Linked DNA regions of Mus musculus: all the other regions are linked to region 6. A link is a contact called in public Hi-C, HiCAR-type and HiChIP or PLAC-seq data. All regions are on one chromosome and are shown on one strand. Each heading gives the region's core, a stretch centred on a gene start, on an enhancer-like site or on the middle of the called end of the contact. The rest is flanking DNA. Distances are from core to core; before and after follow the strand shown.

What was found. A called contact is a pair of places that touch in the nucleus more often than the background predicts. HiCAR-type assays count read pairs that join an accessible place to other places. HiChIP or PLAC-seq counts read pairs in DNA pulled down with a chosen protein or histone mark.
Region 1: an H3K4me3 HiChIP or PLAC-seq map of embryonic limb bud shows a contact between it and region 6, with 5 times the contacts expected there. The contact joins the enhancer-like site here to the promoter of Tcf7l2 in region 6. A contact is called at or near these places in 9 of 39 promoter capture datasets (the 3T3-L1 cell line, 3T3-L1-derived adipocytes, HPC-7-derived erythroid cells and 6 more) and 9 of 115 datasets of contacts at active chromatin or transcription factors (the NIH/3T3 cell line, bone marrow-derived macrophages, craniofacial prominence and 6 more).
Region 2: a FOXA1 HiChIP or PLAC-seq map of pancreatic cancer cells shows a contact between it and region 6. The contact joins the promoter of Zdhhc6 here to the promoter of Tcf7l2 in region 6. A contact is called at or near these places in 10 of 39 promoter capture datasets (3T3-L1-derived adipocytes, the C10 cell line, cranial neural crest and 5 more), 6 of 484 Hi-C or Micro-C datasets (CD4 T cells, double positive thymocytes, embryonic stem cells and 1 more), 11 of 115 datasets of contacts at active chromatin or transcription factors (bone marrow-derived macrophages, double positive thymocytes, embryonic forebrain and 6 more) and 3 of 9 other capture datasets (adipose tissue, liver and macrophages).
Region 3: a Hi-C map of 3T3-L1-derived adipocytes shows a contact between it and region 6, with 5 times the contacts expected there. The contact joins the enhancer-like site here to the promoter of Tcf7l2 in region 6. A contact is called at or near these places in 13 of 39 promoter capture datasets (the 3T3-L1 cell line, 3T3-L1-derived adipocytes, the HPC-7 cell line and 8 more), 1 of 15 datasets of contacts at CTCF or cohesin (the NIH/3T3 cell line), 5 of 484 Hi-C or Micro-C datasets (3T3-L1-derived adipocytes, the N1E-115 cell line, adipose-derived mesenchymal stem cells and 2 more) and 11 of 115 datasets of contacts at active chromatin or transcription factors (the NIH/3T3 cell line, acute myeloid leukemia, bone marrow-derived macrophages and 8 more).
Region 4: an HNF4G HiChIP or PLAC-seq map of pancreatic cancer cells shows a contact between it and region 6. The contact joins the promoter of Acsl5 here to the promoter of Tcf7l2 in region 6. A contact is called at or near these places in 1 of 39 promoter capture datasets (the 3T3-L1 cell line), 1 of 484 Hi-C or Micro-C datasets (regulatory T cells), 3 of 115 datasets of contacts at active chromatin or transcription factors (bone marrow-derived macrophages, pancreatic cancer cells and thymic regulatory T cells) and 1 of 9 other capture datasets (adipose tissue).
Region 5: a contact with region 6 is called in a HiCAR-type map of fibro-adipogenic progenitors, with 3 times the contacts expected there. The contact joins the enhancer-like site here to the promoter of Tcf7l2 in region 6. A contact is called at or near these places in 9 of 39 promoter capture datasets (the 3T3-L1 cell line, 3T3-L1-derived adipocytes, cranial neural crest and 5 more) and 7 of 115 datasets of contacts at active chromatin or transcription factors (bone marrow-derived macrophages, craniofacial prominence, embryonic forebrain and 4 more).
Region 7: an H3K4me3 HiChIP or PLAC-seq map of forebrain shows a contact between it and region 6, with 5 times the contacts expected there. The contact joins the enhancer-like site here to the promoter of Tcf7l2 in region 6. A contact is called at or near these places in 14 of 39 promoter capture datasets (the C10 cell line, the HPC-7 cell line, HPC-7-derived erythroid cells and 9 more), 1 of 15 datasets of contacts at CTCF or cohesin (the NIH/3T3 cell line) and 15 of 115 datasets of contacts at active chromatin or transcription factors (the NIH/3T3 cell line, bone marrow-derived macrophages, craniofacial prominence and 10 more).

The regions. Positions count from the first base shown.
Region 1 is chr19:56,219,747-56,222,446 of GRCm38.p6, forward strand. No RefSeq gene overlaps it. Among named protein-coding and RNA genes, the nearest start is that of Gm32028, 43 kb to the left of the region's middle. Within about 2 kb of position 1,430, at least 25 of the 459 cell types and tissues checked have an H3K27ac peak or open chromatin away from gene starts, as enhancers often do.
Region 2 is chr19:55,314,639-55,317,338 of GRCm38.p6, forward strand. It overlaps Zdhhc6 (zinc finger, DHHC domain containing 6), which reads right to left and starts at 1,398. Exons shown (of 11, transcript NM_025883.4): 1 at 1,158-1,398; 2 at 1-134. It overlaps Vti1a (vesicle transport through interaction with t-SNAREs 1A), which reads left to right and starts at 1,419. Exons shown (of 8, transcript NM_016862.4): 1 at 1,419-1,906. The coding sequence starts at 1,813.
Region 3 is chr19:56,201,308-56,204,007 of GRCm38.p6, forward strand. No RefSeq gene overlaps it. Among named protein-coding and RNA genes, the nearest start is that of Gm32028, 25 kb to the left of the region's middle. Within about 2 kb of position 1,349, at least 28 of the 459 cell types and tissues checked have an H3K27ac peak or open chromatin away from gene starts, as enhancers often do. A contact at or near this core is called in 3T3-L1-derived adipocytes, the N1E-115 cell line and the NIH/3T3 cell line, where this site is marked.
Region 4 is chr19:55,251,950-55,254,649 of GRCm38.p6, forward strand. It overlaps Acsl5 (acyl-CoA synthetase long-chain family member 5), which reads left to right and starts at 1,420. Exons shown (of 22, transcript NM_027976.2): 1 at 1,420-2,217.
Region 5 is chr19:56,168,371-56,171,070 of GRCm38.p6, forward strand. All of the region lies in intron 1 of Gm31965 (a long non-coding RNA gene), which reads left to right. Among named protein-coding and RNA genes, the nearest start is that of Gm32028, 8.0 kb to the right of the region's middle. Within about 2 kb of position 1,276, at least 44 of the 459 cell types and tissues checked have an H3K27ac peak or open chromatin away from gene starts, as enhancers often do. A contact at or near this core is called in 3T3-L1-derived adipocytes and fibro-adipogenic progenitors, where this site is marked.
Region 6 is chr19:55,740,553-55,743,252 of GRCm38.p6, forward strand. Tcf7l2 (transcription factor 7 like 2, T cell specific, HMG box) reads left to right here and starts at 1,258. Exons shown (of 15, transcript NM_001331146.1): 1 at 1,258-1,978; 2 at 2,224-2,290; 3 at 2,521-2,645. The coding sequence starts at 1,790. Gm31734 (predicted gene, 31734) reads right to left here and starts at 2,651. Exons shown (of 3, transcript NR_168128.1): 1 at 2,610-2,651; 2 at 1,657-2,040; 3 at 1-138.
Region 7 is chr19:55,368,170-55,370,869 of GRCm38.p6, forward strand. All of the region lies in intron 3 of Vti1a (vesicle transport through interaction with t-SNAREs 1A), which reads left to right. Among named protein-coding and RNA genes, the nearest start is that of Vti1a, 53 kb to the left of the region's middle. Within about 2 kb of position 1,407, at least 6 of the 459 cell types and tissues checked have an H3K27ac peak or open chromatin away from gene starts, as enhancers often do. A contact at or near this core is called in forebrain and oligodendrocyte precursor cells, where this site is marked.

The DNA of each region.
Region 1 (2,700 bases), core at 180-2,679, 480 kb after region 6:
GTGTCTGTATGTGTCTCTGTGTGTGTGTGTCCATGTGTGTCTGTATGTGTCTGTGTCAATATGTGTTTCTGTGTGTGTCTATATGTGTCTGTGTGTGTGTCTGTGTGTGTATCTGTGTGTGTCTCTGTGTGTGTCTTGTGTGTTTGTATGTGTCTGTATATCTATATGTATTTCTGTATGTCTGTGCATTTGTATGTGTCTGTGTGTCTGTATGTGTTTCTGTATGTCTCTGTGTGTGTCTATATGTATCTCTGTATGTCTGTGTGTCTGTATCTATATGTGTCTCTGTATGTCTGTGTGTCTCTGTATGTCTATGTGTCTGTGTGTGTGTCTCTGTGTGTGTCCCTGTGTGTTTGTATGTGTCTGTGTGTCTATATGTTTCTGTATGTCTGTGTTTTTGTATGTGTCTGTGTGTCTTTATGTGTTTCTGTATGTCTGTGCATGTGTCTATTATGTGTCTCTCTGTGTGTATGTGTGTCCATGTGTATCTGTGTGTGTCTGTATGTGTCTGTGTGTGTCTAAATGTGTTTCTGTATGACTCTGTGTTTGGCTATATGTGTCTCTGTGTGTATCTGTACGTGTGTCTGTGGGTGTCTGTGTGTGTATCTGTGTGTGTCTGTGTGTGTATGTGTCTCTGTGTGTGTGTCAGTGTGATTCTGTATGTGTCTCTGTGCATGTATCTATGTGTCTTTCTCTCTGTGTGTCCAACTTTACTAAGCAAGTGCAGACATGTGAAGAGGTGGGGATAAGGAAGGATTCTTCCCCACTGACCGCCATTACGTTAAGAACCAGGCCCACTACCTCCAGTTTCCTTCTTTCTAGATTGTGCTCCTGTAAGTGAGGTAGCCTCCATACGTTGGAGTAGGTTTTCTGTTGCTACTGTTGCTGCTGCTGTTTTGTTTCCTTATAATATACATACATAATTTTTTGAGGTATAGACGACCAGCTCCTAGGAAAGAAAAAGAAGAAAGAAAAACCCCCACCACCACTCCTGGTTGTCAGAGTCGGAATGCATATCAGTTATGCTGGGAGACAATGAAAACATCAAAAAGCGCATACAGACCATAAAAAATTCAAGTCCTCTGAAGCAATGTGGGACGGCTTGGTTGTGCTCCTCATTTGCATGCCAGTACCCACAATGCTCTGCAAGCTCCCAGATCTTTCCGAGCAGCCCTGGAGTCTGAGCTCTAGGGAACAAAGCGAGAGGATCCAGTGTGCTTGTGGGGAGGCACTTCTGTGTCTGCACTCGAGCAGTGGGGTTGGCGTGGGCTCGGGAACTTCTCTCCCTCTGTGGTGATTAGCAGGCAACCCTTGAGGGCTCAATCACAGGCTGGGGAGCCGAGCCTGGCTTTTTGTTTTGTTGCGTTGTTGTTTTGGCCTTTCTCTGATTGACATTCCCGACATGGCTGTGCTGTGGAGGTGCACAGAGAGCAGAGGAGACCAGCGCTCAGAAGGGCTACCTGGGTTGCTACAGCTGCTAGCCTGGAACTGGGGACTGTGTGCAAGGTGTTCTTTCTGTGGTGTGGCCACATGAGATTCGGTGCTTGGTGACCCTGTGGCCTGTTGCTTGTGGGATGCTCTTTCTCTCATCCTGGCGTCAGGGTTCAGCTTGCCTGCTCACACGGTCACTTTCCCCTTAGGATTTGGTTCTTCACAGAGCCCAGCAGAGCTATTGTCTACATCTAAGGGGATAAAGCCCAGAGGAGGCTTGGAGCTCAAACTCAGAGCTGCAGGTAGAGAGTCAAATCCAGCCCTTAAACAGACCCTAGCACCGGACCTCACCTACCGTGTGGCCAGCCCATACCACACTGACTAATGCTACCCTGAATGCCCCAGAGTGGCTGAGAACCGTTCGTTATTCATGCGGTTTTAGCCTTCTCAACCATTCTAGAGCATTACCAAACACATTAAAAATATATAATAATAATCTTTGCGTCTGCAACCTTGAAGATTCGGGTCTGGGTTTGTGCTTTGCTTTCCCAACCTCACTTTTCCCAATGCCGGCCGAGGAGTTCATAGGCCAGATTAATTTTGCAGTAAGAAAACAGGGTGAGGCGAGTAACTGACCATATCCGTGGGCTGGTAGTCTACCTCCTGGAACACGGAGCTTCAGAGGAAAGATGAAAAGATCTCCTTTCCCCACACTCAGGAGTTCTAACCTGGAAGCACCAGCCAGCCGGCCCATCTGTCTGCTTTGTAGAAAGTGTCCAATCCCTTTCCAATATCTTTACCATTTATTTTGGGGGCACTGGGCCTTGAACCCAGGCTCTTATACAAGCTGGCAATCACCACTGAGCCTTATCACACCCCCCACCATCATTTAAAAGCCTTTATAGATTTATTTTTAAAACAAGGTATCCTTAAGTTGCTCAGGCTTTCAACTTGCAGTCCCCCTGCCTCAGTAACTCAAATACTTAGAATTTAAGAACCACCAGCTACAGACCAGCATGAAGCTACTATGTGTTTTCACTGGAATCATCAGTCGGGGTTGCAGGGACAGAGCTACTTCCCGCTGGGTCTGCAGTAGAGGCTCCATCAGTCCCAGAGGCATGGCTCTCAGGTTACCCTGGAGCAAGCGTGCCCCTGCCTAACTAGCATTTGCAGGGCATGTGCACTACTGGCTGGACTCACAGACTGAAACCCTAAATGGTTCTATTTGTTACCTGGAACTCCACACCAGGATGGCCCGGTCCTTAGATA
Region 2 (2,700 bases), core at 148-2,647, 430 kb before region 6:
CAACAAGTCCATGTGTGTGCCTGAGCTGTCATGCCTTTGGCTGAAGGGTCACTGAGGTGGGGTATGTCATTTTCAGTTGTGGCCTCCAGAACTCTGTATCTCACAGGAGAATATAGGTTGATTTGAAACACAGCCTAAAGAAAACAAGATGGGAAAACTCCGTTTAGAAAGTCCATATGCCATTTATTTAATATTTAACTCCAAGGAGCACTTGACTCAGCACCTCGAAAGCACACTAGTGTGGAGTTCACCTCTTATCGAGAACAAAAATAATTACTTTGGACCTATCCAGAATACAGTCCGAGCTTGAAGTGCACGAAAACCGGACATATTAAACAGTTTTCCTCTTCTGTTCAAAGTGCCAGAAAGGATCGACTACTCCTAGCTTAGTGGATCGTTAGAGAGAACAAAGACTTAGGGAGCTGAGAAGCAGGGTCTTATCTAATTATCACGTATCTAATTCTTCCTAGAACAGAAACTGGCTTAGAGAGACTGTGATTATATCGACCGACCAAGGTCACAAGTAACAGCTAAGTCCAGAATAGAAGCACCAAACTTCTTTTTTAGGACGTTCTAAACTGCCTCCCAACGAGTTGTGAATTAACTGTGACATGCTCTACGCATATAATACTTTGTGTATTAATAACTGGGCACTTGTTCTCCCAAGCGCCAACATTAGCAATCGATCGGGGTTAAAGGTACAGGAAGAAGGGTGAGATTAAAACGAGAAGGCCGCATGTGTGTGCGCGAAAAATCACAACTGAAGCAGTGCACGAGAACGAGCACAGAGTGGATTTAAGCGGGCGGGGGGGGGGGGATAATTCCCTCCGGGGCCGAGGGAGAAGGGAAGAAGGCACGCACGGGGAATAGTTGTAGACCTGAGTTCTGAATGGAGTGAAATGAGCCGGGAAAAGACCTATGACACATGGGTATGACGTATGCGTAACGGATTCCCACGGAGCAGATGCGCCAGCCCGGTCGGTGCCTGCCTCAGTTTCCCGCCCATGTAGTGGTGCGGGATGCTCTGGGATCTTCACTCACAGGACAAACGTCTTATTAAGCGAGGTCTGGGCTCGATATTTTGGAGATGCTGGGTCGACTAGGTCGAGGCGAAGACCGCCTCGTAAGCGGGTTGCACCCCCTGCGGTGACTCCCACCTCAGTCTGGTCTCCGGTGCCCGCTCCACAGCCATCGCATTTCCGGGACGGCCCGGGCTCAGCGGAACAGATTTTCTCCTCCTTATAGCTCTGTCATGAGCGCTTCAGTCTGAGCAAGCCGAATGCGAACCCTGACGGCGAGACCTGCGCGGGGAACTCGGACCCGCGCGTCTCTGGTTCACGCGGCCGCCGTGAGCCTCCCGCTCGGGTCCTCGGCGCAAGCTCCGCCACAGCCACTTCCGGTCGGTGCGCGGCGTCAATCTTCCCTCGGAAAGCCCGCGCCTGCAACTTAGAGTTTGGGGGCGCTCCAGCCGTTTCTCTGGAGCTGCAGTGTGGGGGACGTGTATTCTGTGATACCCGAGAGCATGTGGGCTTTCGTAGTCTTTTTTTTTTTTTAGGGGTCACCGAAAGTGAACTTTTTCTTTAGTTTTACGTTCGAAGATTTGGGTGGAAAGGAAAAGGCGCAGGCAGCGCAGTTTCCGGAGGACAAGGACTGCGTAGAGCAACCAGGAAGCGGCAGGGCTGGGAGTTGTTCCCGGTTCCCGCTGTGCTGTGGAGACTTCTTCACAGGGTCCCTGCGCCGAGGCCGGGCGCCCTTGGCGAGTCCCGCTCTGAGCGCTAGAACCCGGCTCCGGCCGGCCGTGCCCGAGCTGCCATGTCTTCCGACTTCGAAGGGTACGAGCAGGACTTCGCAGTGCTCACTGCTGAGATCACCAGCAAGATTGCAAGGGTCCCTCGGCTCCCTCCCGGTGAGTACCCTGCCCGGCCGGGCGGGGGCGGCCTGGAGAGCCGGGGGCCGCGGAACGCCGCCTGGGCACGCGGGGCTCGCTGGCGCGAGGCTGCTGTGGGTGGTGCTGGCGGCCCGGGGAGGGGTGCGTTCTGGGTAGTAGGTTGTGATTGGCATTAAATGTGCTTCAAATGCAAAGCACCTTCTGCGTGGAAACCATTTTGGGGGGGTGGCGCCTGTTTCCTACCCCACCGCTTTTTAAAAGCTTGTATAGCCTTGGAAACATTGCTCTGCATCTTGATTTCTTCTTTTTTCCTTTTCTTTTTTTTTTTCTATCTTTTTTTATCTTTTGTAAAATATGAGTATTCAAAGGAACTGTGTGAAAGTATCAAGATTGTGGATCTGTAAATGCAGCAGCAGCGTTGTCGTTTTAGTCAATAATTCTGTTATCCTTATTCGTGGCACACTAGAATGACGAGCTAGGATGCCTGAATTCAAGTCTAACCCTTGCCACTTAGAAGTTGTCTCCTAGGCAAGTTTTCGTTATCCTTCAAAACTTCCTTCTTGGTTCGAGAGACTCGTACCTCTCTCAGGGCGGTTGTGAAGATTAACTGATACGCAGCTGTGAAGCCCTGTGTCTTAGCTCTTGTTAGGATTCCTATTTTTCAGACCTCTGCCCTGATTCTGTGATTCTCATCTTTCTTGGGTATCTATAACCCAGTTTTATATGAAACTTCGTACAGGACAACTTTGCTCACTTTTACAATTCAGCATCCTCCAGGTATTACCCTGCATGCTAGGTTGTCAACAGTGGGA
Region 3 (2,700 bases), core at 99-2,598, 460 kb after region 6:
CACACAACATCTCAGAAAACAGACGCAGAGGCTCAGCTAGAAGGTGATGGAGGCTTCTAGAGTCCCAGTCATCACCCTACAAGACCCTTCGCAACAAAGTTTCATGAACTTGGCCTCCAGCGGCACATCCGAGATGCAGATTCCATGATGGAAGAGCTTTACTCTGTTTCCCTGGAGACTCTGGCTCAAAAGTTGCCAAATGAATGTTGATTTACAAGCGAGTAAGTGAGTAAGCTGTCCAGGATACACACCAAGAAGGGTTGCCTTGACAAAACTGCCTGTTAGGCTGTTAGATCCTGGTGTTGGAGGTTGGAAGAGCAGGGCTTCTGGCCTTGATGCCAGACAGTTGATGGAGCCCTCAGTGCCCAGACTGAGGCTCAAAGGCTGTGCTTCCTAATGCACCCCAGAGTTCCTTAGCTTTGTACAACAGCTGGCCAAAAGGCAGTTTCTTTAAAAAACTAAGTCAATCCAATGTAGGGTCCACATGGCCACTGAGTTGATGTTGTTGAGAGAGCTGGACTGTGGATATCCAGCCCTTCAAGCAGATGTTCTGGTTGGACCTCTTAATACTTCTTAATGCAGGGAAGACAGGTCAGGCCAAGGCAGCCCTGTGCCCTGCAGGCTGGCCCCCTGAGCACTGAGAAGATTCAGAAATGCTGCCATCTTGTGGCACCTCCAGGCCAGAGCAAGGTGGTCCCCAGCTCCATCCTTTAGCAAATCAAGCCCAGGTCTCTCTCTCTCTCTCTCTCTCTCTCTCTCTCTCTCTCTCTCTCTCTCTCTCTCTCTCTCTCTGTTCCTCTCCCATCTTTCCCCAGCTGGACATCAGCAGAGGAAAATTTGTGTGAACACAGTTTTGAATCTTTTACATTTATTTCCTGAAAAGAACACAAGAAAACCCTCTTTTAATTCTTAGGACTCTTCTGACAGCATGCTCTGTCAAAGTCTGCCAAGGAGAGGCTCTCACATCTAGGGCAACATCTTGGACCCAGCTCAGGAAAAAAGCAACAGAACCCAAACATGCCTACAGATCAGCCTGTCCTGATGAGGACTTGAGGCTCTAAGAATTCCAGATTGGACATGAGAATTCCTCTCAGCCTCTGAAAGCTTTGATCACAAACTGGATAATACCACACTAAAATATTGATCTGAAATGATTGTACCTGTTGGTTAGGGAGTCCAGATTGTGGTCCCTTGGGTTTCTAGATGGAGCTGGCACTTGATATGCCCAAGGAGACTGCATTGTGACAACATAACATTCGGATGCTTGTTCATCCTCAGCCTCTGGGTGTCTGCAGCATTCTAAATAAACAAAGTCCAGACAGGCGATCTGTCAGTGTGACTCAGGGCTGCAGGGTTGCACACTCGCAATCACAGAGCCATGAATGAGCAGGTCTGCCCACCCACTCCTGCTCTGCCCGCCCATGGAGGCTGCCTTGGGTAAAACCATCAAGGTGTGGAAATTGAACTTGGTACACACAGTCTCAACCCCCACCCCCACTCCCCAGCTCTCCTAGAAGTTATAGATCCACAGGGACCAGGTCTCTAAAGGAAGGGGTTGGGAAACAGGATGATAAATTATGACAGAAACAGAAAACTGGAAAGCCGGACGTGATTGTGTCATCTGTAATCCCAGCATGAATGCTGCTGAAGCAAGAGGACTGGCGCCAGTCCGAGGCCAGCCTGGGCTACAGACTGAGACTGCTTCCAAAAGAGAATGGGAAATGCTGTGAATATTACTGGAGGGAAAGAATAGGAAGGAGGGAGAAAAAGAAAAGGAAAAAGAAACCCAGATTGGACCCTGTGAGGGCCTTCTGCGCACTGAACTGAAAATATGAGCATTTGAGCTTAGGGGCAAGGGACAATTCATCCAAACGCTTGCTAGTCTACCCAGCGAAATAATCAGATTGAACCTGACAACCACAGTTATGTAACACAAAAGAGAGCCTGGGACTAAGAAAAATGGGGTATCAAACTGCTTACTTAGTTTCCCCCGGGGGTCAACAGCAGGGTCCAAGAACTCTACTTCTTTAGGCATGAAGCAGATGCTAGATACAAAAATTAGAGACCTCTCCTGAAACATTGCCCCAGGCCTGCTGGGCCCATAGCTCAAAAAGGGAGAAACTCAAAAGGGTGCCCGGTCCCGAGTGTCAGAGCGGGGTCCACAGCGCACATGTAGCTGGTCCGGGGCTTCCTGTGGTTAGCTCTGGAGTTTATATAGGCTGTCTGTTTCTCCCATCCCCATATCCCCAGGAAGAACACTACATCTTCCAGGAAAGCCGGCTGTGGGTTACGGAACATCCTTCCGGAAGATAGAATGAAGCAGCTAGTACTAGAGGACAGGAGTAAAGAGAATGAACACCCTCCTCCAGACACAGCTCCTCCCACTCCGGTTGTGGTTAGATTGACCAATGACTTTGCGCAGAAATGACCCATGTGCCTTTCACATCTGAAGCTAGACATCCGAAATTCTTTCCTCGGCTGTTTGAAATTCGGACTATTTGATATGATGGTAGCTCCATCAGTCTACTTGGCTCCATGATTCCCGCTACCAATATGGGATGGACTTGGAGTATGTCCACAAATAAAAACCGAGAAAAAGCGTTATGTTTCTTAGGGTGTGTTCCCGCACTGGGAAGCTGTTGTTTCGTTAGCACGACTTAGTCTGTCTTGGCTGGTACAATGGACTTGGTTCAGATAAGT
Region 4 (2,700 bases), core at 170-2,669, 490 kb before region 6:
GTGGCTTCAGGTGCGCCTCGTCCTGGAGCGTGGAAAGGCAGAGGCAGCTTCATGTGGTGCTGAACAGAGAGAGCTAGCTGCAAGAGAAGCCATTCCTCAACCTAGCTGCTGTGACCATTCTCAAGAGGTAAGCTGCCTTCTCTGGCCTATGGGCTAGAGGGAGTAGATAGATATGGCGGGGGAGAAAGTGAGTGTGTATTCATCTGTAACCTGACTAAAGCTCTTTCATAACAGGGGTGATAATCTCTCAGCTCACTTGTGTGGGAGGCAAAGAAAGATGTCAATTTGAAAGGAAAACATTTGAGCCACTTGACTCTTAGAAGAGGAAAAAAAAATCAAAAGAATTGGAAGAGAATGTGAGGGTATAAAGCCTTTTGTAAAGGGTAAAGTTGGAGCAAGGATGCAGGTTTCTTTCATCTTCCATTCAGAAATTCTTAAGAGGAGCCACTTAACAATTGTTGATGTCTCCGGAGGGAGGAAGGACTTCCGGGTTGTGACACTCTTAGGGTCTGGAAAGCATCCTAAAGGCAGGGTATGTGGTGACATTAGGAGCATCTCCTATAAGGGGAGTAGTATGCCTAACCCACTAGTATAGCTAGTGGTAGAGCTATAGTTGACCTAGTCTGTCTCTACGGTCTGCTCCATCGTATAGAAATCTTGGGCGATGTCAGAATCCTCCCCATGTGGGAAACATTTAGAGTGTCATTACCATGCGGTGGAACTGGATGGAAAGACAAGACAACAAGATCTTAGAATGACCCAGCCCTTGCTGAAACGGACACTTAATTCTAGAGATCCATGACGTCAAAAACAACAATTAGACTAGTTGGTGTGCTCCTGCTATGGGAGATGGGATAAAACAGGACTTAGAAACCAGAGATAGATATCCTAGATAGACATCTGAGGCTTGGCATGCACTTTCCCACCTGAGGTTTTCCTGGGGGGGGGGGGGACGCCGGGGGGGGGGGGGAGAAAAGTCTCCTGGGAAGCTGAGCTCCAAAATTAAACAAAAGCTAGAGGCACCTCTATCCGTCCTTCCCAAGGGGTCAGACCTGCAGGTCTCTGAGGTGTGGCACCGGTTTGTTTTTCCTGGTCTTTATAGCAGGGGTGGGTGGGTATGGGGTGCTCTCTGCACAAAGAAGGAATCCTAAGGTAGGCTAGCACTCTAGTGAAGTCTTCACCTTGAACTTCCTGTCAATCCTTGGAGGGATCAAGGCCGGGAAAATGCTACTTGATTCTGCGTGTCGTGAGGTTGCAGCGGGAGTGGGGGAGAGGGAGGGGGCAGAACCTGTCATCTCTCTTCCAATTCTGAGACCGAGGTCTCCTTGTGTCCCTGGGAGACCAGAACCTCAAAGGGTGATCGATTAAGACAACTGTGAACCCGGATAATGCTGAGGTGTAAGAGGGGTCACAGAACACATTTCATCCTTAAACTTGGCGGGGTGAGAGCCGGAGCTGAGCTGGTGTGTCTGCGGAAAGGGAGCCACTTCAACTGAATGGCTCTCTGCCCCCGTGGTTCCTGGCTTATTTATCTATTCTGTTGTCTCTGCGAGGTGCAGAGGTGCCTGGCTTTTTGAATCAGGGAGGTCTGGGGACTGGCGAAAGGAGCTACACAGAGAAAGAGACAGTCGTGCTGCATCTAACCTAAGGGCGGAGGTCCCTCTAGCTGGACTTTCCTGTCCTGCGAACGCAGCGGGGAACAACGTCACCTCCGTTTCTCTGGCAATGAACCCAGGGCCACCTCAACTCGTTTTCATTTGGATTTTCATCTTGGAGAAGAGCTAGTGGGACCAGCGGGAGCAGGTGGACTGTGTTGATGCAAAGGTGGCTCGTGTTTCAGCCCCTGGGGATTGAGGTTAAAGGCTTTGAAAACCGGCTAGGGTAGCTTTGGATATCTGTCTCCTCCTAGTCAAAAGCGGTTCCACTTTCAGTTGTGAAGGAGGAGGGAAAAAAAAGCCAAACCAGGAAGTGAAGTCCCCAGCACCAGCATGTCAGAAAGCCCGGCTATGGCCTGGCTGGGACAGATCAGGGCAGGGCAGAAGTGGGGCCACTAGCCAGGCTGCCTGCCTGCCTGCCTGCATGGACGCTCTGAAGTCACCCTGCCCGCGGAGAAGCCCGGGGTGAGGAAGGGAGGACCGAGGCTCTCCTGCCAGCAAGAAGCCGGAGCCAGAAAGCCTCACTCGGAAGCTCCAAGGCGTGCGTGCGGCCCTTCCCAGGGTAAGGGATCTGGAGCCGGGTGTGATCCTAGGACGGGGCTCCTGCACGCGTGACAGAGGCATCCCAAATCCCTCCTCCCTGCCCACTTCAGGAAGCTGCTTGGAATTCAAAGCTTGCTGTGCCTCCACGTGTGCGCGCCATGCTCTCTCTGCCTGGGAGTGGAGGGCTCCTCTGCATCAGGAGGGATGAGGGGAAGGAGGAAGAGGACACAGGGAGGGACTTTCTCTTAAGGGGTGGAATACAAGCAGAGACCTTTTGGCAGACCCGAGCACGTGGCGGCATAGCTCCCTGGGGTGGGCTGGGGGGTGGGGGTGGGGGGTTAACCCTGATTTTCACTGAGTTTTGACTCCCTCTGATGGTAAGAGCTAAGGAATCAGTCCAAAGAGATGGAGATACAGGCCGAATGAAGCTGGGTCTCTTTTCAGAGCTATAAACACTGGTTAGACCTAAGATGCTCTTAAAGGGTTTTGGGAGCCTTGAAAA
Region 5 (2,700 bases), core at 26-2,525, 430 kb after region 6:
CCTTCAATGATGTTCTACAGTGTGGAAGTATAAGCCAAATAAACTCTTTCTTCTCCAACTTGTTTTTGTGGTCATGACTTTTCATTACAGCAATAGAAACTTGAACTAGAACAGGTGACATTAAGTTACTTATTCAAGCACACATAACTAATTAGTTCCTGAAACTAGATTTCAAATGTAATCTTGTTTTAGTCGAATCCATGCTTCTTGTTGTTTTGCTTTGTGGTTTTGGTGAGCAAAGAAAGAGACAGAAATGCTTTTTTGTTTTGGTTTGGTTTTTTGGTTTTTTGAGACAGGGTTTCTCTGTGTAGCCCTGCCTGTCCTGGAACTCACTTTGTAGACCAGGCTGGCCTCAAACTCAGAAATCGGCCTGTCTCTGCCTCCCAAGTGCTGGGATTAAAGGCGTGCACCACCACTGCCCAAGAGACAGAAATTCTTAATTAATGTAGAACTCACTTGAAGTTATAATAATGGAAAATTACCCCTTTAGGAGTTTGTTCTTCTTCTGGAAAGACATTGAGGCCTTTGGAGAACAGTGTGTTTGTAAACAGGGCAGTTAACCATGCTCATGGCATGACCCCATCTCCAAGACATGACCACATTTCCATGGCATGACCACATCTCCATGGCATGACCCCATCTCTAAGGCATGACCACATCTTCATCATTTCTAATCATCACTCTTCTCAGCCGTTCATCTTCATGAAGTCAAATCAAATGCAGCCCACCCTTCCAGGAGACTCCTGCAACCTCTTGACCACAGTGCTTTGCCAAGAATTCCACATGTTTAGCCATGACTCGGGCAGAGAGGAGGCCCTGCTGCTATGGAAGGACACTTCCACCTCTCTTCCAAATGGCTCAGGCTCACTTTAATTCCACAGCACATTCATCTTGCATCTTCTGCTTCCTGTGGTAAACAGCAGGCCAGATCACAGAAGGAAAGCCTGCAGGGATAAGCTGCCTGGCCTGGCCACCATAGCAAGCTGCAGGTGCTCCAGAAGGCTGGCCAAATGGGGGAGTCTTCTTGGAATAAGTTTGACAAGTTACTGCTGGCCCAAATCTAGGGTCTCATCCCTCTCCACTTAGGCCCTTGGGTCACCAAAAGGAAATGTATTTAATTTTAAAATCCCCCCTAGAGCCAAAAGGAATTCCAGAAAAACAGCCATAAACACTGGAAAAGTCTTGTCTGATTTAGGAAAACATTCCATTGGATTTAAAAGGAAATATCCTGTGACTAATCTCGTGTAAGACTTGGGAACGGGTCTAACTGTTCAGTTTGGTGGTCAGGGAGGGACCAAGGAGACCAAGCCCCTTCCCACCACCACTTTGGGCACTAAATCAGTTGGGGCTGAGTTTCCAAACAAGGATTTGGAATAATATGCTGTTTGATCCTCAGGCCCCCCTGCCCCTTTTCAATTTGTCATTGATTTCCCATCAAGAGAGTTTGTGCAACCGAATCCCCCATGCTATCCTGGCACTTTGGGAGCCAGTAAATAAAACCCAAATGTTAATTCTTATGAGCACAGCATTGCCTGCCAAGAAATGAATAATGTACAGTGGAAGAAACAGCATCATGTGTCCTGGCCAGGGAGCGGGTGAATCAGTAGGGCAGAGTTGGAGAGCAGGGGGGAGTGCCCGAGAGGCAAAGGAAGAAAAGAAGATGCAAAAGGAAGAGGAAGTAAAACTAACTCTTAGGGCACACATCCTGTAGTCTTGACTCCTGTGTGAGAACTGTCAGTAATGAGAGATCCTCTGAGCCCCTGTGGCTGCTCTGCAGGGAGTAGCATCCACACTCACTCATCAGATCCTCACAGCATCACAGGACGCAGATGGCCACTCTCCTCTGTACAGATGAGGAAACCCAGGCTCAGAGAAGCTAAGAGATTCGCCCTCCATGCGTGAGAAGGATAAGGTCCATACTGTGGTTCAGATGTGTCCCCAAGAGTTTACTAAGTCCTCAGTGCTGGGACATGTTGGGGTATGTTCGGGTCATGGGAACAAAGACCCTCAAGAGTGAACCAGTGTCTCCTCCGTCAGGGCTGGATCAGCTACCAACAGAGCAGGTTGTTATAAAGGGAGACAGGGCTATGTCCTCTATCTTATACACACATCTGGCCTGTAGGCTTTCCCTCACCACAAATTGAAAAGATACTTCTCAGCCTCCAAAACTAGTTTACAAACAAACAAACAAACAAACGCCCGAGTCTTGATGTGTTACCCAGTTTCAAATAATCTGTTTTAGCCACACAAAGACAGCTCTGCTTACTAGAATCAAGATTCACGCCCACATTGTTCTTCTGACCCAGATGGAAAAGGGGAGATGTGGGGAGGGTGACCAGCAGACCCAGTTAGGTCAGGAGCAGCTCCTTATAGACAGGATTTCCGATGTTAAACCCACAATTGCCACACCTGGTATACGCAGCCCTGGGAACAACTCAAGGCATTGCTCATACGAGGCAAGCATTCTGACAGCTGAACTAGATACACAGGTGCATAGTGAACACCTACTATAGTTCATGCCAAGGGGCATTTCCAGGAAAGGACACTGCTGCTGCAGCTCTGGGGTATACGGGTCCAGAGAGGGCAAGCCTTTCATGCCCTTTGTTCCCTCCCGTCACTAGAAATGCTTCCTCATAGAACAAATATTGAAAGGCACAGCAGTAATAACATCCTAGCTATTATGTAACAAGAACAAAAACC
Region 6 (2,700 bases), core at 8-2,507:
ATTTAATACGTGGTGGACCTCAGGATAACATCACACCTAATGGCAGTTGCCAGTCCCCACTGACTCATTCTTTCTGATTTCTTTTTTCTTTGCTTCCTCTTGCCCGTTGGACGTCCCAGTCCACTTCTCATTGGTTATCTGCAAGGGAAAGGCTCTTCTGAGTCTACCAGACAGAAACACGGTTTGGGGATCCACCTTTCTCCTTTAACATAATTTTCTCCACCACCTCATAGCAAATCGGTTTGCCCTCACTGGAGCCTAATAACCAACAAACACCCATCTCAACTCCCAGGCTGCCCACCTCTTCCCAAGGGCTTCTGGGCCAGCTTTGGTGACTTTCTCCTGTCAGGGCCCTCAGCATCTAGAGCCTTAGGGCATTTCATCTCAGTCCCCTTTGGAGAAAAACTCCAGCTCTACTCATCCCCAGGGCTTGGTGAACTTTCACTTTTATTTTTCCCTGCAGCTGTTAACGCCCAAACATTTCACCTCCAAAGGACTTGGATCCTACATCACTTCCTACTTCCAACGTCAGTTAAAAAAATAAAAAAAAAACCTTTACATTTTCCTTAAGGATATTTTTAATACCCCAGACAATTTGTTTTCTTGGATAAAACGCCTTCTTGGCATATTTAACCTAGTGGGACTTTACATTGAATGACATGATTCACTGTCATTAAACAAGCCAAGGGAGGGGAGCCTTACCCTCCCTGTAGATGGCCCAGCCTCTCTGCTTCCCCTGGTTCTCTCAGAGCAAGAGAGGTAAGCCTTCTTTTGGACCAGTCGTGTCTTTTCCCGCCCCAGTGCGGCCGACTTCATCGGGGACTTAACCACTGAGCACCCCGTCCTTGTGTCCCATAGTCCTCCCCTCCTGGACCCCATCTTCAGGACTTCTTGGCTAACACTTTTTCTGGGCCTCTCCCCATCCCCGCCCCCCAAGTGGGCTTTCCTTCCGCCTTCCCCGGCTCAGATTCCGGACTGGGTTGCCACCCCCTTCCCCTCCTCTCCCGGTCCGCATTGTCTTTCGGAACCCGCCCCCTCCAGGAGCGAGGCCCGCACCGTCCGGGCGCCCGGCTCGCACGCTGAGCACAGGCCGCACCCCGCGCGCCTCCCGCGGCCCCGGCCCGCCCCGCTCCCTCTCCCGGCGCCCAAAGGATCATTGTTGGCCGCCCCCGCCCCGCCCACCCCGGCTGTTTATTTATGCACACGTCACCGGGGAGGCCCCGCCCCCTGGCATCTCATTAAGGCGAGTGTGTTCCTCTCGCCCTGTCAATAATCTCCGCTCCCAGACTACTCCGTTCCTCCGGATTTCGATCCCCCTTTTTCTATCTGTCAATCAGCGCCGCCTTTGAACTGAAAAGCTCAGTCTAACTTCAACTCACTCAAATCCGAGCGGCACGAGATCCTTCGGTGTCTTCGGCTTCCCCCCCCTTTGCTCTTATATCTGACTTCTTCTTGTTGTTGTTGTTGTTTTTTTTACCCCCTTTTTTATTTATTATTATTTTTTTTTTTTGCACATTGATCGGATCCTTGGGAACGAGAGAAAAAAAGAAACCCAAACTCACGCGTGCAGAAGATCTCCCCCCTTCCCCTCCCCTCCTCCCTCTTTTCCCCTCCCCAGGAGAGAAAGACCCCAAAGCAGGAAAAAAAAAAGTTAACCTTGGACTCGTCTTTTTCTTGCAGTATTTTTTTGGGGGGGACTCGCAAAACTTTTTTTTTTTTTTTTTTTTTTTTTTTGCTTTTTTTCCTCCTTCATTTTTCTTCCAAAATTGCTGCTGCTGGTGGGTGAAAAATGCCGCAGCTGAACGGCGGTGGAGGAGATGACCTAGGCGCTAACGACGAGCTGATCTCCTTCAAAGACGAAGGCGAGCAGGAGGAGAAGAACTCGGAAAACTCCTCGGCGGAAAGGGATTTAGCCGATGTCAAGTCCTCGCTGGTCAATGAATCAGAGACGAATCAAAACAGCTCCTCCGATTCCGAGGTAGGAAGAGCCCCTCGGGCTGGCGGGTGGCTCCAGCCGGTTCCAGGGCCGGGAGAGCGGGGCTGGAAGGCGAGCGAGGCGAGGCGGGTCGGGCTTGCGGGCGGCGCGGACGGTGGCCCGGGCTGCTGGCTGCGAAAACTTGTAACCGTGTTTTTCTGCACCCCTTTCTCCGCCGACCCTCCCTTCCCGCACCCCCTCGGCGCGGCTATCGCCCCTCGCCCTCCCCACCTCGCCCCTCCGGGAAGGCGGAAAGACGGCCTCCGCCTCGCTCCGAAAGTTTCCGAGATAAATCCCGGGAAAGTTTGGAAGAAGGTGAGTGCGCCCCGCGCGCCCCCAAAACCGCGCGGTTGCGTTCCCCCTCCCCGGGGTCGGCCTGGCGGGTGCCCTCGCCCCACTCCCCACCCACCCTACCCGAGTTCCCGCGCCGGCCGGGCCCCGGGGACGCGCGCGGGCCCTCGGGGGGACACTTGCTAAAAAGTTTCTCCCGCTCTCTCCCGCGCCGCGCGGCCGCCGCCGTCCCCTCCGCCGCCCCGCCATGTTAGCGGCCAAGAGGCAAGATGGAGGGCTCTTTAAGGGGCCACCGTATCCCGGCTACCCCTTCATCATGATCCCCGACCTGACGAGCCCCTACCTCCCCAACGGATCGCTCTCGCCCACCGCCCGAACCGTAAGTGCCACCGCGCTCCCCGCCCTGCCCGCCTGCCGGCCCCGCATGCCCTGCC
Region 7 (2,700 bases), core at 157-2,656, 370 kb before region 6:
CCCATTGAAGGATTCTGCTAAGATGTTATCCTCTTACAAGATTTATCATGGTGTTATGACATGATTTTAATAGAAAAAAAAACCCCTCAATTTCAGAATGTAAATATTTTTACTTGAAGAGTTTTATATAATAAAACTAACTATATGGACATAGTTGAATTTGTTGCCCTGGAAACTCATTTTCTATTTCAAGTGTGAAAGGCTGAATTCCCATGTTTAATGACTTCTTTCACAGTAGTTGATGTTTCTTCAATTCCAGAACTGAGTCTCACTGAAGGAGCAGTTAGATCCAGAATGCGGAGGCAGGGCTAGCTGCAGTAGATCCAAAATGCAGGAGCAGCTGCACTAGATCCAGAATGCAGGAGCAGCTGCACTAGATCCAAAATGCAGGAGCAGCTGCACTAGATCCAAAATGCAGGAGCAGCTGCACTAGATCCAGAATGCAGGAGCAGCTGCACTAGATCCAGAATGCAGGAGCAGCTGCAGTAGATCCAGAATGCAGGAGCAGCTGCACTAGATCCAGAATGCAGGAGCAGCTGCACTAGATCCAGAATGCAGGAGCAGCTGCAGTAGATCCAGAATGCAGGAGCAGCTGCACTAGATCCAGAATGCAGGAGCAGCTGCAGTAGATCCAAAATGCAGGAGCAGCTGCAATAGATCCAGAATGCAGGAGCAGCTGCACTAGATCCAGAATGCAGGAGCAGCTGCACTAGATCCAGAATGCAGGAGCAGCTGCAGTAGATCCAGAATGCAGGAGCAGCTGCACTAGATCCAGAATGCAGGAGCAGCTGCACTAGATCCAGAATGCAGGAGCAGCTGCACTAGATCCAGAATGCAGGAGCAGCTGCACTAGATCCAGAATGCAGGAGCAGCTGCACTAGATCCAGAATGCAGGAGCAGCTGCACTAGATCCAGAATGCAGGAGCAGCTGCACTAGATCCAGAATGCAGGAGCAGCTGCACTAGATCCAGAATGCAGGAGCAGCTGCAATAGATCCTGAATAATGATGTGGTGTAAGGGACACCGTAGAGCGAGATGCTAAACTGCTCAGATTATTGCTAGGGAAATAAACATTCGTTTTATTCCTAAAGATTTGTTGCTGTATGTAATTGCTTATTAACCACTTTAATATTTAGGATTAACATCAGTTTTGAGTAAATCACCTCTGCACATGCTTCCAAGTTGTCTGAGACATTGTAACTGTAGTGAGGTCAGTTCACTAAAGCTTTTGTTTGTTTTTGTGGACATTGAAAATACAGAGCTAGAGTCAGTTTAGGCTCAAAATGATGGTCCCGCTCCCCTGATTGTTTGCTAGCAGCAGCAGCAGCTCCATTTCTAGATAGACCACAGGCTGAGAACAAGCTTACAATACAGCACCATGTCACCTCCTGTAGCCACTGAATGCTGCCTTTGAACCTCGCTGGAGAGCTGTACTCTGATGACATTTAATTCCTGCTTGTTCTCTTATATTTCTTCATTTTAAGCATGCTGCATGCTTGCTTGATGTTCACTACTGCCAGAAAAAAAACAGGCAATATTAGTTCTAAGAATATTTTTCTTTCTGAAGCACCTCCATTCAGGATGTGTGATCTATTGTAATTCTTATTCATTTGAAACACAGCAATTTGTTCTTGTCAGTAGAGGGTGGATTTGTTGTTTTAAATTGCTGGGTTTTGTTTTTGTTGGCATACTCCCCAATACAAATTGAATGGCTGACAAACATCTATTTGTCTGACGGTTCAATCTGGATAAGTGCCCTCGGTTGCCTAACAGTACAATTTGGGGTCTCAGAGATAAAAGCAACCTGAATGCCAGGATTGTAGCAAAGCTTTTTCATGCAGATAGCAGAGGTAATCCATATTCCTGGGGTCTGCAAGTCACACAGAGGGAAATATGTGCGTGTATTGTCTCATATGAAACAGTGGGCTTTCTGCTCCTTCGTAATCAAAACAGGATAGCTAACTCATGAGGGTAGTTATAGCAGATAGGGGATGTTCCTAGACTTGAAATTAAAGAGGAACGTGGTATTGCTTTCTAAAGTTGGTAGCGTAGAGTTGCTTAGCATTTTCCCATAGCACATTGGCTTTTGCCGAATGAATTTTCTTTCGGTTTTAAGATTGTTATTTTGAAATCAGTTACATCTTAGGCTGTGACTCTTCTGTAGCTGTGATGTTCTACTTGAGATGGGGTTGAAGGAGGCTCTGTTTCTTCCCTAGATGAAGAGGTGAAACTTGTTCCCTGCTGACTTAGACTTACCTCTCCCTTAAAACACGAGTCTTCCTCTAGAAGTATCTCCCAAATGTAATTCATACCATTTTTTAAAAAAAGGATAAAATGTGTGATAGCCACAGTTATGAAGAAGGAATTGCTAACAGACATCCTTGAAATACATTAAAGAGCCCAGGTAGATACTCTAAAACATCAGGGTTTAATTGCTACAGCCTGCTACTTGACAGATTGGAGAAGTAAAGGAAAGTCCGAGGTCATTTTCCTGTGTTTATCTTAGAGTATCATGTGCAGGACATCACTAGCTATTGAGTAAAGGAAAACAGGAGGAATGGATACAGAAGAAAGATAATGCCACAGGACTGCTGAGCTAGAGACACCCTTAGGGCAACAGTTCTCGACCTGTGAGCTGTGGCCCTTCTGGGGTTACATATCAAATATCCTGCATATCAGATATTTGCATTATGATTCATA